Linked DNA regions of Mus musculus: region 2 is linked to region 1. Evidence: chromatin contacts called from public HiChIP or PLAC-seq data. All regions are on one chromosome and are shown on one strand. Each heading gives the region's core, a stretch centred on a gene start, on an enhancer-like site or on the middle of the called end of the contact. The rest is flanking DNA. Distances are from core to core; before and after follow the strand shown.

The links. HiChIP or PLAC-seq counts read pairs in DNA pulled down with a chosen protein or histone mark.
Region 2: a Foxp3 HiChIP or PLAC-seq map of regulatory T cells shows a contact between it and region 1, with 5 times the contacts expected there. The contact joins two enhancer-like sites. A contact is called at or near these places in 1 of 15 datasets of contacts at CTCF or cohesin (CD8 T cells), 3 of 484 Hi-C or Micro-C datasets (the HPC-7 cell line, Th1 cells and nephron progenitors), 4 of 115 datasets of contacts at active chromatin or transcription factors (CD8 T cells, craniofacial prominence, oligodendrocyte precursor cells and 1 more) and 3 of 9 other capture datasets (adipose tissue, liver and pancreatic islet).

The regions. Positions count from the first base shown.
Region 1 is chr8:81,569,204-81,575,259 of GRCm38.p6, reverse strand. All of the region lies in intron 2 of Inpp4b (inositol polyphosphate-4-phosphatase, type II), which reads right to left. Among named protein-coding and RNA genes, the nearest start is that of Gm51582, 230 kb to the right of the region's middle. Within about 2 kb of position 2,754, at least 5 of the 459 cell types and tissues checked have an H3K27ac peak or open chromatin away from gene starts, as enhancers often do. A contact at or near this core is called in regulatory T cells, where this site is marked.
Region 2 is chr8:81,765,194-81,771,249 of GRCm38.p6, reverse strand. It overlaps Inpp4b (inositol polyphosphate-4-phosphatase, type II), which reads right to left. Exons shown (of 25, transcript NM_001024617.3): 6 at 3,038-3,156; 7 at 326-442. Among named protein-coding and RNA genes, the nearest start is that of Gm25267, 380 kb to the left of the region's middle. Within about 2 kb of position 3,684, at least 162 of the 459 cell types and tissues checked have an H3K27ac peak or open chromatin away from gene starts, as enhancers often do. A contact at or near this core is called in regulatory T cells, where this site is marked.

The sequences.
Region 1 (6,056 bases), core at 1,505-4,004:
GATCATCCATGGCCCAGAGCAGTCATATTTACTAGCAGTCATATTTAATGACAAAGGACTAGTAAAACAGATGAGTGTAAGTGAGCCCAGAGCCCAGAAAAAGAATCACATAAACACAGCTGACTCATCTTTGGCAAAGAAACAAAGGCAATTCAATGGTGAAGGCATAGTCTCCCCAACCATTTGCCACAATGTACACATATCCATATGCAGAAAATGAACCTGGGTGAGGCCTCACACCCATGGCAAACCTAAATGCAATACTGAACGTAGACTACAAAACTCCTGAAGACCAAGAAACTATGGGAACAGATCTGGGTGACCTTGAATTTGGTGATAAGTTTTAAGCAACAGTATGACTGTGAAAGAAAATGTGATAACTGGACATTGATAACTTCAAAATTTCTCTGCAAAACATATGGTAAAGAGTTACAGAAAAGGAGAAACTATTTGCAAAATATTGTTCCTGATTTATATCCAAAACATAAAAAAAATAATTTTCTTTAAAATTAAGCATAAGATAAAAACTTCAGAATTAATAATAGACTATCTTGTACGGATAACTTGCTAAACAAGATAAACTGCTTAAAATATTATATAAAGTAATGAGCAAGATAATTTTCATTAGGGAATACAACTTATAGAAAATGAGATACCACTGCAAATCTGATATAGTGGTTAAAATCTAATAATCATAGTGCTGATTATAATAACTATTGTGATAAAGGTGCAGAGCAGCAGGACCATTAATTCCTTAATGGTGAGAGTACCACTACTCCGGAAGTTAATTTGACAATATGCTACACTGCTAGAGATAGCTTTATCATACAACCTAGCAACTGTGCTCAGAAGCACTTACCAAACTGATGTGAAATCCTGTGTTTACCCAGAAACTGAATACATCATTTTTGTGCTGTGAATGATCAGCCACACTGGAATAAATTAAAATTTATTTCAATGGGAGAATATATAAACACACTCATTTGTAATGAAATAATACATTACACAGCAAGATGAAGGTTTTTAAGTATTGGATAATTTAGGAGTCTTATTGCCAGTTGGAAGAGACCCATCTGAAAAAATTATGTGCCATTCTGGGGAAGATAAACTGATAAACTGTGCAGATAGTTAAAGCCATAGTGCTAGAGACATGAGTGGAAGACTGACCAGGTAGAGCATGGGAGATTTCTAGAGGAATTAAATTATTTTGTAGAATGTTATTGTGATGGACATACTATATTATGTCTTTCTCTAGGTCCATAGTTATTCACAACCCAAAGGGCAAACCTTGTCTGCAGATTTATTGTCAAATCCATTAGGACACCATGGGGGTCTCAAGATCAATGCAGAACATAAAAAGCAAATCTAGTTGTATTTTGCATATGTCAAACAATTGAACCAAAGGCCACAGGAGCTGAACATAAACACTGTCCCAGCTGATAGACAATGTCCCCACTGGATTTCAGGTTTGCAATTCTGATACTACTATTCATAGAAGCCAGCAGAGTAGAGCAGATGGTAAAAGCCAGTCTCCTTACTGTTGACAAGAAAACTCATAGATTATCCAAGTGCAGCAGTATGAAATCACATCAGTTAGCTAGAGTCTAGATAGGTAGATAAATTGTGTGTGTGTGTGTGTGTGTGTGTGTGTGTGTGTGTGTGTGTGTGTGTGCGTGTGTGTGTACGGTTGACATGGTAAATAATAGATGTTAATCAAATATATTCATATTTACAAATATGAATACACACACAGATTTATGTAAAACCGTGTGTTTCCTTGCTATGTCTATGGACAGGATCCATCTCCACTGACACTTAAGTAGCAACAAAGCCCACATGATGTCAAGTTCTGTTTTTCAACACTCTTCTCTAAGACAACAAGTAACAGAGTTCTTTGGGGACATGGGTAATTTTCTGGCTAAGAACATGGAATGCCAGAAACACAGGAAGTGTTCTTAAAGAAATACATGAGCCAAGAGAAAGCATGAGAATGCCCTAGATAAAACTCAATAGAAAAACATTTTTACAAAATGTCTAGTCTACACCGTCAGAGTCATAAAAGCTAGGAGGTATAAGACCTCTATAAATATTTACTTTTCTGTTGAGAACAGTAAGAACTTTATTTCTAGTGAATCATTTGCTTCTCACAAAAAGTCCTGTAAGGTAGATGCTATTTTTATTGTCATTCACAGAAAAAGCAATTTCACCAAGAATCATGTCTTATAACAGAGTTGAGAGTATGGTCACTTTATTGGCCACATCCATTGACTAATGGCATGGGTCACATAATCATAGAGATGTTACATAACTGTTGATGGTACCACAGGTCTACTACAGAATAGAACAGGGCTTTTCCTCTGACTGTTATCTGTAAGAAATCTCAGGTTTTGTGGTTATAACAGTTTTCATTTGTTCTGTTGTTATTGTTGTTGTTTTCCTTGAAATAAAATGTGTATATGGGTGTATTTTCTTCAATAAGTAACTGAATTGTTTTGAAGGCTGTCAGTGCCTACATTTTGTAGTGTGGGGTAGATTGTGCAGTCATTGCTGTCTCTCCCTGTAGGATCTCTTTCTATCTGTGCCTCTGTCTGCTATGAAAGAACCCTTAGATAGTGCCCCTCAAGTCCCGCCCAATAGATATCTTTATACCAGCAGCCTGCACAACTGCAAACTAATGTGTCAATGACCAATATCATGAACAATGGACCTTTTCTAGTCTCTCTTCTGTGGATGCTGTTCTTCTTAGCTGCTTGATGTGGTAAAAAGCATTCAAGCTACTCAAAATGGTAGAAGATCCAAGACTAGATAAGAGTGGTGCTGTTTGCTTTCATGATAGTGAAATAAATATAGATGTATAGAGTAGAATTACTTCAACAAAATTTATTAAATAAAGTTTGATATTCAAATGAGTTTTTAATTTTACTCCTGGCCAGCAGATATAAACAGAGGCACTGACTGAGCCTGGAGTCATCCCAGATATCACAGGTAAACTTAGACATGGATAAGTGGAAACTCAGTTATCAGGTGGCTCCTTTCTTCCACACTTCCCTTCAGCAAACCTGGCATTTTGGCCACTTAGAATCACTTTCTATAGTATAAGTCTTCCTCCTCTTGTGTTTAGTTTGTTTTCTAACTCATCTTCTGACAATTTCATTTCTTCTGAATCTGATGCATTTTCCTCCACACTCCATCTATCTCATCTACCCATCTTTCCCACCAAAACCTTTCTCCCAGTGGTCCTCCTTCCACTTTTGTGTCTTGATATTTAACCTATTGAGGCTGGTTGCCTGTACATAAATAGAAAGCTCATTTTTCTTTGTAAAAAAAATGTCCTTAATTTCCTTTCTTACCTGCCCTGTGATTCTGCTATTTATGTGATTTCTGATCTCCTGGGTGTGAAAAGGTCATACAACATGTGTTGGACCCATAATGTGTGGGCATAGGATACTGTATAACAGGGGAGGACTGACTCTCAAAAGATGAAGCAGCTCCCTCCTCTTTCTAAATGCAAAAGATAAATAAATAAGTTTGGGGTTTGTTTTGTTTTAATTCAACAAAAAGTAACTGAAACTAATACTTAAAACCAATCCATTTTCCTTCCTATAACTTTACTGACACTTCAATGACCACAATAGAAGTCATTTGGTATTTATTTAGGATGCAAGCTTTTTAAACCATGCTGGTTTTAAAACCACCATAACTCTCAATAAATGACCTGTCTACTCTCTCTAAAACGGGCAGCTCACCCTGACCTGCAGTTGCACAAACTAAAAGACATCATTCCCACCTTTTGTTCTGATTTTTAAAGTGACATCTGACTTGTTCTCAAATAAGGAGCATCTTTTTCTTTGTCCTGTTACAGTTCAGTTATTAAAACTGTTACCATGATGATGATGATGATGATGATGATGATGATGATGATGATGATGAGAGTAATGGGCTGGAAGCTCACATGCTGTCACTCAGTGTTCACAACACCAAAGTGCATGATACTGTAGGAAGTGAGAGCTCTGCTTTGGCTTCACCCAATAGGAAGAAAAAAGACCAGCACTCTACTTTGAGATGTGATTGATAGCAAAGCCTACAGGATTTCTTGCTTATTTTTTAAATCTATTTTAATGTTCAAATTAAAAGGTTACTGTTTCTTTAAAGGACCTTATTCTGATCCATGTCCTGTGCATTCCATGGCTGTGTACATGAATAACAAATGTACTAACAGGGCATCATACCTGTGGGTGTCACTACTACCCACATTTGCTGGCTGTCAGGACTAAAGAGTTCCTGAACCTTATACCTTTCAGGAAAAATCAGAGGGAAGATTTGAGACAAACATAGCAGCATAGACAAACCAGGCCAGGTGATCTTCCCCCTGAACTGACTCAGAATCCTCTATATTTTAACTAGATAACCTCCTCCTGTGAGCGGATTAAAATTGGAAGGTGGTTGTCAGCAGGTTTCAAAGGCAGGCTTGATGCCATATAAATCCCTTTATCTGTAAGTATCTTTCCATTTGGGGAAAGTTAATGAATACAGTGATAAGTGTCATTTAAGAATCTCTGGTAACTCATTAGCAATTTTGTTCACAGTGTCTAAGGCCGCCATGCCTTTCCTGAGACACAGAGGGCTGCAACCCACAAAACTCACAAATTCTCTGCTGAAAACAGGAATTTACATTCTGAAAACCAAATGTCCCTAACTCCACAGTGAATTTAATGTGGAAATAAGACCTGCATGAAGAAGCACTAAGCAATTTTAAAATATCAGATTAAAACACAGCTGTTCAAATACATATTTTCAAACATTTTAGATCTTAAGAATGTTTGCCTAAAGGAATTTTTTTCAATCATTTCTCATGTAATATTCTGGCCTTGAAAGTGCTAAAATTCCAGGAGGAAGCCATTGGCAATATTTCTGTTTATTAGAAAATGAAAAGTAAAATCAGATAACTCTGAATTCAGATCAACTTATGAAATGAGTCATTTTGAAAGTGTCAGGTTTGACTGTTAACATTTTATAAATCTTTTAGGAACTTGGAAATCACAGACAAATTCATAAACACAAAGAGAAGGAACGATTACAAGTTTGTAGTCCTTGCTTTGAAGTTTTTCTCATTATAAGAGAGTGTGTTCTCACTATAGAATACTTAAAAGGGTAGAATATAAGCATATGTATTTATAATCTAAATAACAGCAATCTATATAATATTATATATCATGATTATTGAGTACCTTTATATTCTGTAATACTGATTTCAATCTTATATCTGAGACAATACGGAAAATATCCTATATCCTGATCTATTTGTTCAATGTTCTGCATAAGTACTTCTCTACAATTTTTAACTAAAACAAACTGTACAAGAGGCAAAATTAAACCTGTCTACTGGCCATTATGCAGATATTCCACAATCTATTTGATCATGTTTTTTGTTGGATATTGTAAACTGTATCTGAAAAACAAATAGTTTAATGAAATATGAAACTAACTGTAAAACTGAATATGTGCAAATATGAAAACTGCTACATTCAATCTTTGTTATTTTACCATTAGGGAATTAGTTAACACACACACAAAAATCTATCGACTGTTGGGTCTATGTATATGTCAAGAGCTTCACAGATCAAGAAGTGTCCTGATATGGCTGTCATACAGTGTGACAACACCCATGTCTGCTGGAGACCTCTTGGTGGCTACAAAATGTGAAATGAATTCTGGTTTGTCAGTTTCTTTTAAAATCAAACTAGAAAATCATTGAGTTGTTCTTCCAGGTGCAGGTATACAAATGAAGCTTGATGTCAGTAGTGCAAGTTTCTGTCTGCAGGGTTCCTTTTTATACTATCCTCTCTTTTACACCTAATCATATTCTCATTCTGTACAAGTATTTATAGATAGCATGTTGCTTCTTAAGAAAATATATTCCAGATTCCAGAGAATCTGCCATTGAAAAATGCATCAGATTTTTGCCCAAGATCCTCCCTGTCCTGCTCAAATCCCATTGTTTAGCCAGAGCTGTTGTCACTAATGTCAGACACAGAGAGTTCCCATCCCAGTCACCT
Region 2 (6,056 bases), core at 2,435-4,934, 200 kb before region 1:
CTGTTCCATTTTCTTCCACCACAAAATAGTATCCAATCAGTTTCAAATTACAGCAAAACTATCTGCTAAGAGGTCAAATTAGGCTTTTATTTAAAAAGAGAGAGAGAGGTAGGTCTGTTCAGTAAGCTTTTGTGCCTAACCAATTGGCATTTTGGTATCAAGCCAAATGAGTTGGAATACCACGTAGAAAAGTGCACTCATAAGACAAACACAAGTACATAACAAACAGCCCTCTTTAAAAATGCCAGTAGCATCCAAAATCCCACAGCTTGGCAAAGTATGACGACCTCTCTCTATTCCCAGAGAAAGAAGTTCAAGTACTTACAGTATCATGAGACTTATCCTTGACATCGTAGACTGTCAGTTTTATTCTTGTCTCTTCATAGATGGGGTAGTCCGGTGGGAATGTGACACCCGTTAGGAACAGTGGGTCTTTTGTTCCCTGAAAACAGTATAGGCAGAAAACTTGGATTCATTAAGGCAGTAACTGTAGCCGACAGCATGCAGGGACAAATGAGAACACAGAGAGTGTGTCTGTCTGCTTTTCTAGGAAATAGTTCTATTAAAAGAGATCTGAAGAGCCAAGTGTTACTTGTGGGCCATGAGCCCAGAGCCCCATTGTATTGAAGGATACTGAGTAGGTGAACTTTCATTTCTTTAAGTGGCCCAGGACTCTTAAAAAAACAAAAAAACAAAAAAACAAAAACAAACAAACAAACAAAACCCTTGTTTTTAAAAATTGTATTCAGAACCTTTCTTTAGGTCAAGTTGCCATCTATTAAAAACTCTATATAAAATATAATCATTATATATTGATAATTTAGAAAAATGATCTAAGATTCTGCCTCACCAAATTGAATGAAGATGCTTTCCCAAGTTTTCTCTATTTTGTTTGTTTGTTTGTTTGTTTTTGTTGTTGTTTTTTACTCTGTTTCAACCAAAAGCTATCCTCTATGCGTGTGATTGCTTTCAGGTGTCTAACAGTGGCTTCCCCGCACCCTGGACCACCGTGAAAAGCAATGAGAAGAACTCTAAATATGATGCACTGGGGAAATGAAATTATTGCTTGGCATATGATCCTCAAGACATTTCAGGGTCTCAGAATTTAGAAAGCTGGCATCTAACATCACATTGTAGACACCCATGCACACAGACAAATATATCTGAAAATGTTCCAAAAGTTCAATAGGCCACTGGACTACCAAAGTTTCTGCAAGCCTGGGGGAGTCACCCACTCACCCACTCACCCACTCATTCCTTCACTCTTTCCCTCAGAAGGCAAAAGGCTCTTTTCCTGGCATTACGTCAGACACATTTGGAGGCAGGCAGTGAATAAAACATCTAAGAAAAGTGTGCCAATATTGTATAAATCACAACAACATAAATTGCCTTTATAACTATGATAATACACTTTAGGATATGTGTGTCTTATCACAGAAGAATAATGAGGACAGTGGAAAAATAAAGGACACATGATACTTTAAACTTTACCAATGTTCAAAAGGTAACAAAGTTTCAATAATCCCCGAAGTGTTTCCATTAAGAAAATGACTTTACAGTTTTAGTCAAACTGCCTTTCTATGAGGAAGACTACTTTTTTTTTCTTCCGGAGACAGGGCTTCTCTGTATAGCTCTGGCCGTCCTGAAACTCACTTTGTAGACCAGGCTGGCCTCGAACTCAGAAATCTGCCTGCCTTTGCCTCCCAAGTGCTGAGATTAAAGATGTGTGCCACCACGCCCAGCTGGAAGACTACTTTTAATTCAACTATGGGCTAACTATACATTTTACCAGCATTAGAACTTAAAGTCTGCAAAGGGCAGATTCAGGGATGAATGCAAGGGGCAGACTCATTACTGCCTGCATTCAGGGGCCATGCAGAGGGAGAGCAGAGGAAGGAAGCCTTCAGGGCTAACTGAGGGGGAAATGCAGGGCTGCACACAGGATTTAGGTCATTTTCATAATACAAGTGACTCCAACTGTAGGCTGAATCATTTCTTCCAGCCACTGCTTCAGAGAGACCAGTGAGCTAAACCAGCCAAGACTGGAGCAGAAAAAAACAAAAAACAAAAAACCCAAAAAAACAAAAAAAACATGCTTGGCTGAAGGAGCTGCAGAACACACTCTCCAAAACCCCAAATGTTCAAATACATATCTCTTATTCTCTAAGGTCATGAAATGTCTCTCAAGAACAAAATGATCTAAAGGGAAACCCTTGTCTTTTTGAATCTGAGCCAGCACAATATTGTATTTCCTTCAATACGTGGTGAATGTTGTATTAGCAACAATAAATGGAAGCAGGGAATCTCTCATCTCATGAGTGATATTTACAATGTCTGTCTGGAAACAAATGGCTAATCAAGTTAGTCACTTACTGTTCTTTAGAAAACACAGTACTTTGAAATGCATACCTAGCAGAGAATATAAAGTATTTACTGTTGGACTAGACTGGGCCCCCGGGTGTGAGGGGAGAGCAAAAACCTCTTCACTTGTTTTGAACTATGTGGGTACTTTATTCTTTTTCCCTCATTAAATATATTCATTCCACTGTATTTAAAATCAACATAGATAATGTACATAGAGAAACACAAATTTCTAGACAAACATTCTGTTCTGTTTGGGAATTCGGAGTGGAAAGCTTTTTTCTGGAAGAAAACTAAAATCTTTCAATGAAAAGTCCAGTTCTTCTCCATGTGTTTACTCTGCATGTGCTTAGACATTTCAGATCTGTGTTCCTTAATGACAGACAAAAGCAACAGCCAGCAAGAGACCACAAGTTAACTCAAGTCAGCTGTTCAGAGGGGCGGAGGGGCAGGAGAGAGCAAGAGGTGGGGGGAGGAGAGAGCAGGAGCACAACACACACACAGAGACAAAAGCTTGCACAGAAAGAGAGTGGGGGGAGGGAGAGAGAGAGAGAGAGAGAGAGAGAGAGAGAGAGAGAGAGAGAGAGAGAGAGAGAGAGAGAGAGAGAGAGAGAGAGAGAGAGAGAGAGGCAAAGGTGGACAGAGTCAGAGAGAAACACGTGCAAGCCAGGCTCACCTCCACAATTTCTGTGCTGGAGTACCTCGTCAGGGTCTGCTCCACCGGGTGGATTACTGAGATCTGGACTACTGTATTCAGTTTCCGATCACTGACAGGAGCCACAAGATCCCTGCAGGCTGGCAACAGCAAAGGAAAAAGAAAGAGCAGGAAAAAAAAATAGAAAAAGAAAGAAAGAAAGGAACTCAGTCGATCTCTCTAGGCAAACTTCTGAGCAGAGCTGAAATCAACTTTGTCTAGCCGGTGAAGGAAATCTCCTGGCTCTCAGCTGGCTTTACAGAGGAAGTCTCTTGGAAGTACCTTACAGAAATAGGAAGTCACGTGCTGCCAAGCTGAATTGAGAGTTCATTTCCACTGACCACATTTGCAGCACATGCAAGTCTTGAGTGCTCCGGGATGGCAGCTCCAGTGTGTGAAAATGTAGACACACACAGCCAGGGAATGTGAGGGCTCTAATTAGCCAATAACCCCTAGGGCTTCTTTCACACTCTTGCATGAAGTAAGTTGATTTGGGCCACAGCCAGGAAACTAAGATGTCTCTTGTTGACACTGGCTGGGTTAAGTCAAATGTCTGAATGTACGCCTCACAATCCTCTACCTGGTCCTCTATAGTCCTCGGCACTGAGGAAACAGGAAGGCTGATTACTCTGCCACAGCGGAGCTTAGGCAGAAGAGGAAGCAGCCAGGGGTTAAAGAGCCCTCTGTCTGGACTTCAGGACCATCCAGAGAGAGAGCAACTTGGTAATTGTTGCCCAGGGGCCCCACATTCTACGAGCTTTTCCTTGACACAGCCTGGCTCCTGTTACAGCGCCAGCTACAGGACTACATTCCCTGGAGTGTTTTCCTCTGTTGCATAGCATTTTCTAGTTTTGGAAAGGAACAAAATAGCAGGAATAAAAGATACTCCCTTTCAATAAGTCTAGTATCTACTCTCTTCCCTACTTTCCACCTCTGATTTTGAAATAGTATTTCTACTTCTTGAAATTGACTGTGATTAAAAAGTCCCCTTTGTTCAGCAGACGCAGTTTCTGGTAAAGGGGAAGCAGCCCCATAAGTGGTTCGCAGTGATGGTGTCCAGGGTTCCACACCATCCCTATCCCATTCAGGGACCAAGAAGACAGGCAGAGGAGGGGGTGGCTTTACCCCCTGCAATGGCACCTCTGCAGTTTGCAGGGGCACTGGGACAAAGGTAATACTCCTTAAATTTGAAAGTTGAAAGCAAAGCAATTTATAGATGTAATTATCACCTTTCAATGGCTTGCAGAGCACCTTATTTATAGAAGGGGAATGAGAGAAAATACAGGCCCTTTCAAAGGAAACCCATCTGGCTTAGGCCCACTTCTGATAAATGCTGGGGGGATGCGGTGTGTGGGGGGTGTTATTTAACTTTTTAATGTCTTGAAAAACTTTTGGAGTTTTATTCCTGTCTGGTATTTTGTTGTTAAATTTTTCTTACTGAAATCATATGCCTTAAGCAAAACAAAAGAAGCTAAGGAAGGCATGGGTGGAGAAAAAATAGCTACCGCTTATTTAACCTTCCCTGTTTTGAGGAACTCTGCTCATTAGCTATATCAAAATATCCTTCTCTCCATTTCTGTCCTTGGCATACCAACCTGATCTCTGGTAGAGTGCATCGGCCTTTGGGAGACCCTCTAACACTACTATTTGTTGCTCACCCTGATAAATCTACATTTAAAGATAATCAAACAAAAACCCACCTACACATGGTTTCAATAATATCAATATACCACTGGAAAATGTCTTTCACTGAAAGGTTTCCTGCTCTTCGGTGGTTAGTTTGATCATTTCCTTGCCTTGCCTTATGATGTGCATTTCATTTTAGCACTCTTGCTTTTCTCTTCGCTGTGAACCTCTACTGAAGCTGACAAGCATCTTGGGAGTTTAAAGCGAGGGGCTTTGGAGTTTCACATGCATACACCTCGCCCACTCTCTGGTGGCAGCTTTCCCTCTGTCTTATGAGTGCTTGACATCTTTGATCAAAATAAGTCACATCCCTTCTGAGTTCTTATCAGGCTTCGCTGTGGCTGTGGTTATTCCCAGAAGTGAGCAGCTATTCTGTTCCAACAGAGAGCCTCTCAGCTGCACTTCCTACAAGAACAGACAGCACACAAAATTCAAGGTTCTGTGCAGTTCTTCAGATGGCCCTGATAGTGGGCAAGGACGAAGACTGGCAACTTAACAATTTGTATGCAGCTACTGTCTGTGCAGCAATAGTGATGTTGAAGCTGAGCTCTCATCTCCATTCTTCCTAACAAACAGCTCCCAGCCTTTACTGTTTTTTTACCACTAAGGTAGCAAGAGGCATATAGAAATCCTGAAATCAAACAGAATTCCTGAAATGGAGGCTTAGTTTTCTTCTTTTCTAGTGTTATGGCACAGAGTAAATAAAACAAAATGTCACTCCACTGCCTCAACTGTCAGGGTGTAAAAGCCATGTGTTTCTTATAAATGGACTTTTATATGCTAAACTAATAGTAATATTAAATACTAATTAAATACTATATTAAATACTAATATAACATGATCAATAATCATGTTATATTAATATTTAAGAGTATTTGTTGTTGTTATGTAACATACATCTTACTGAGATAGTTCTACTCAGATGACTGTTACAGAGCCAGATCTCCATATGAATATGAGTGTATATGACACACTTCCTGTCAAAGTGAAGAAGATGCGCATGGGTCTGTGTCCCTGCTACTGCCCCTGAAGGACTACTGAAGGCTGAATCACTGGGCACTGCAAAGAGATGATGCTCATTTGAATGTTATGAAATCTAATCTACATGGGATTATTTAGTAGTTAATAAAGAACTATGGGGGCTTGAATGAGAATAGTCCCCATGGTCTCACATATTTGAATGCTTGGTCCTTAGCTGGTGCGACTACTTGGGAAGGATTAATAGCTGTGGCCTTGTTGGAGAAGGTGTGTCACTGGGGTGAGCTTTCAGGTTTCAAAAGACTTGTATGACTCCCAAGGCTTTCTCTCTGCCTCC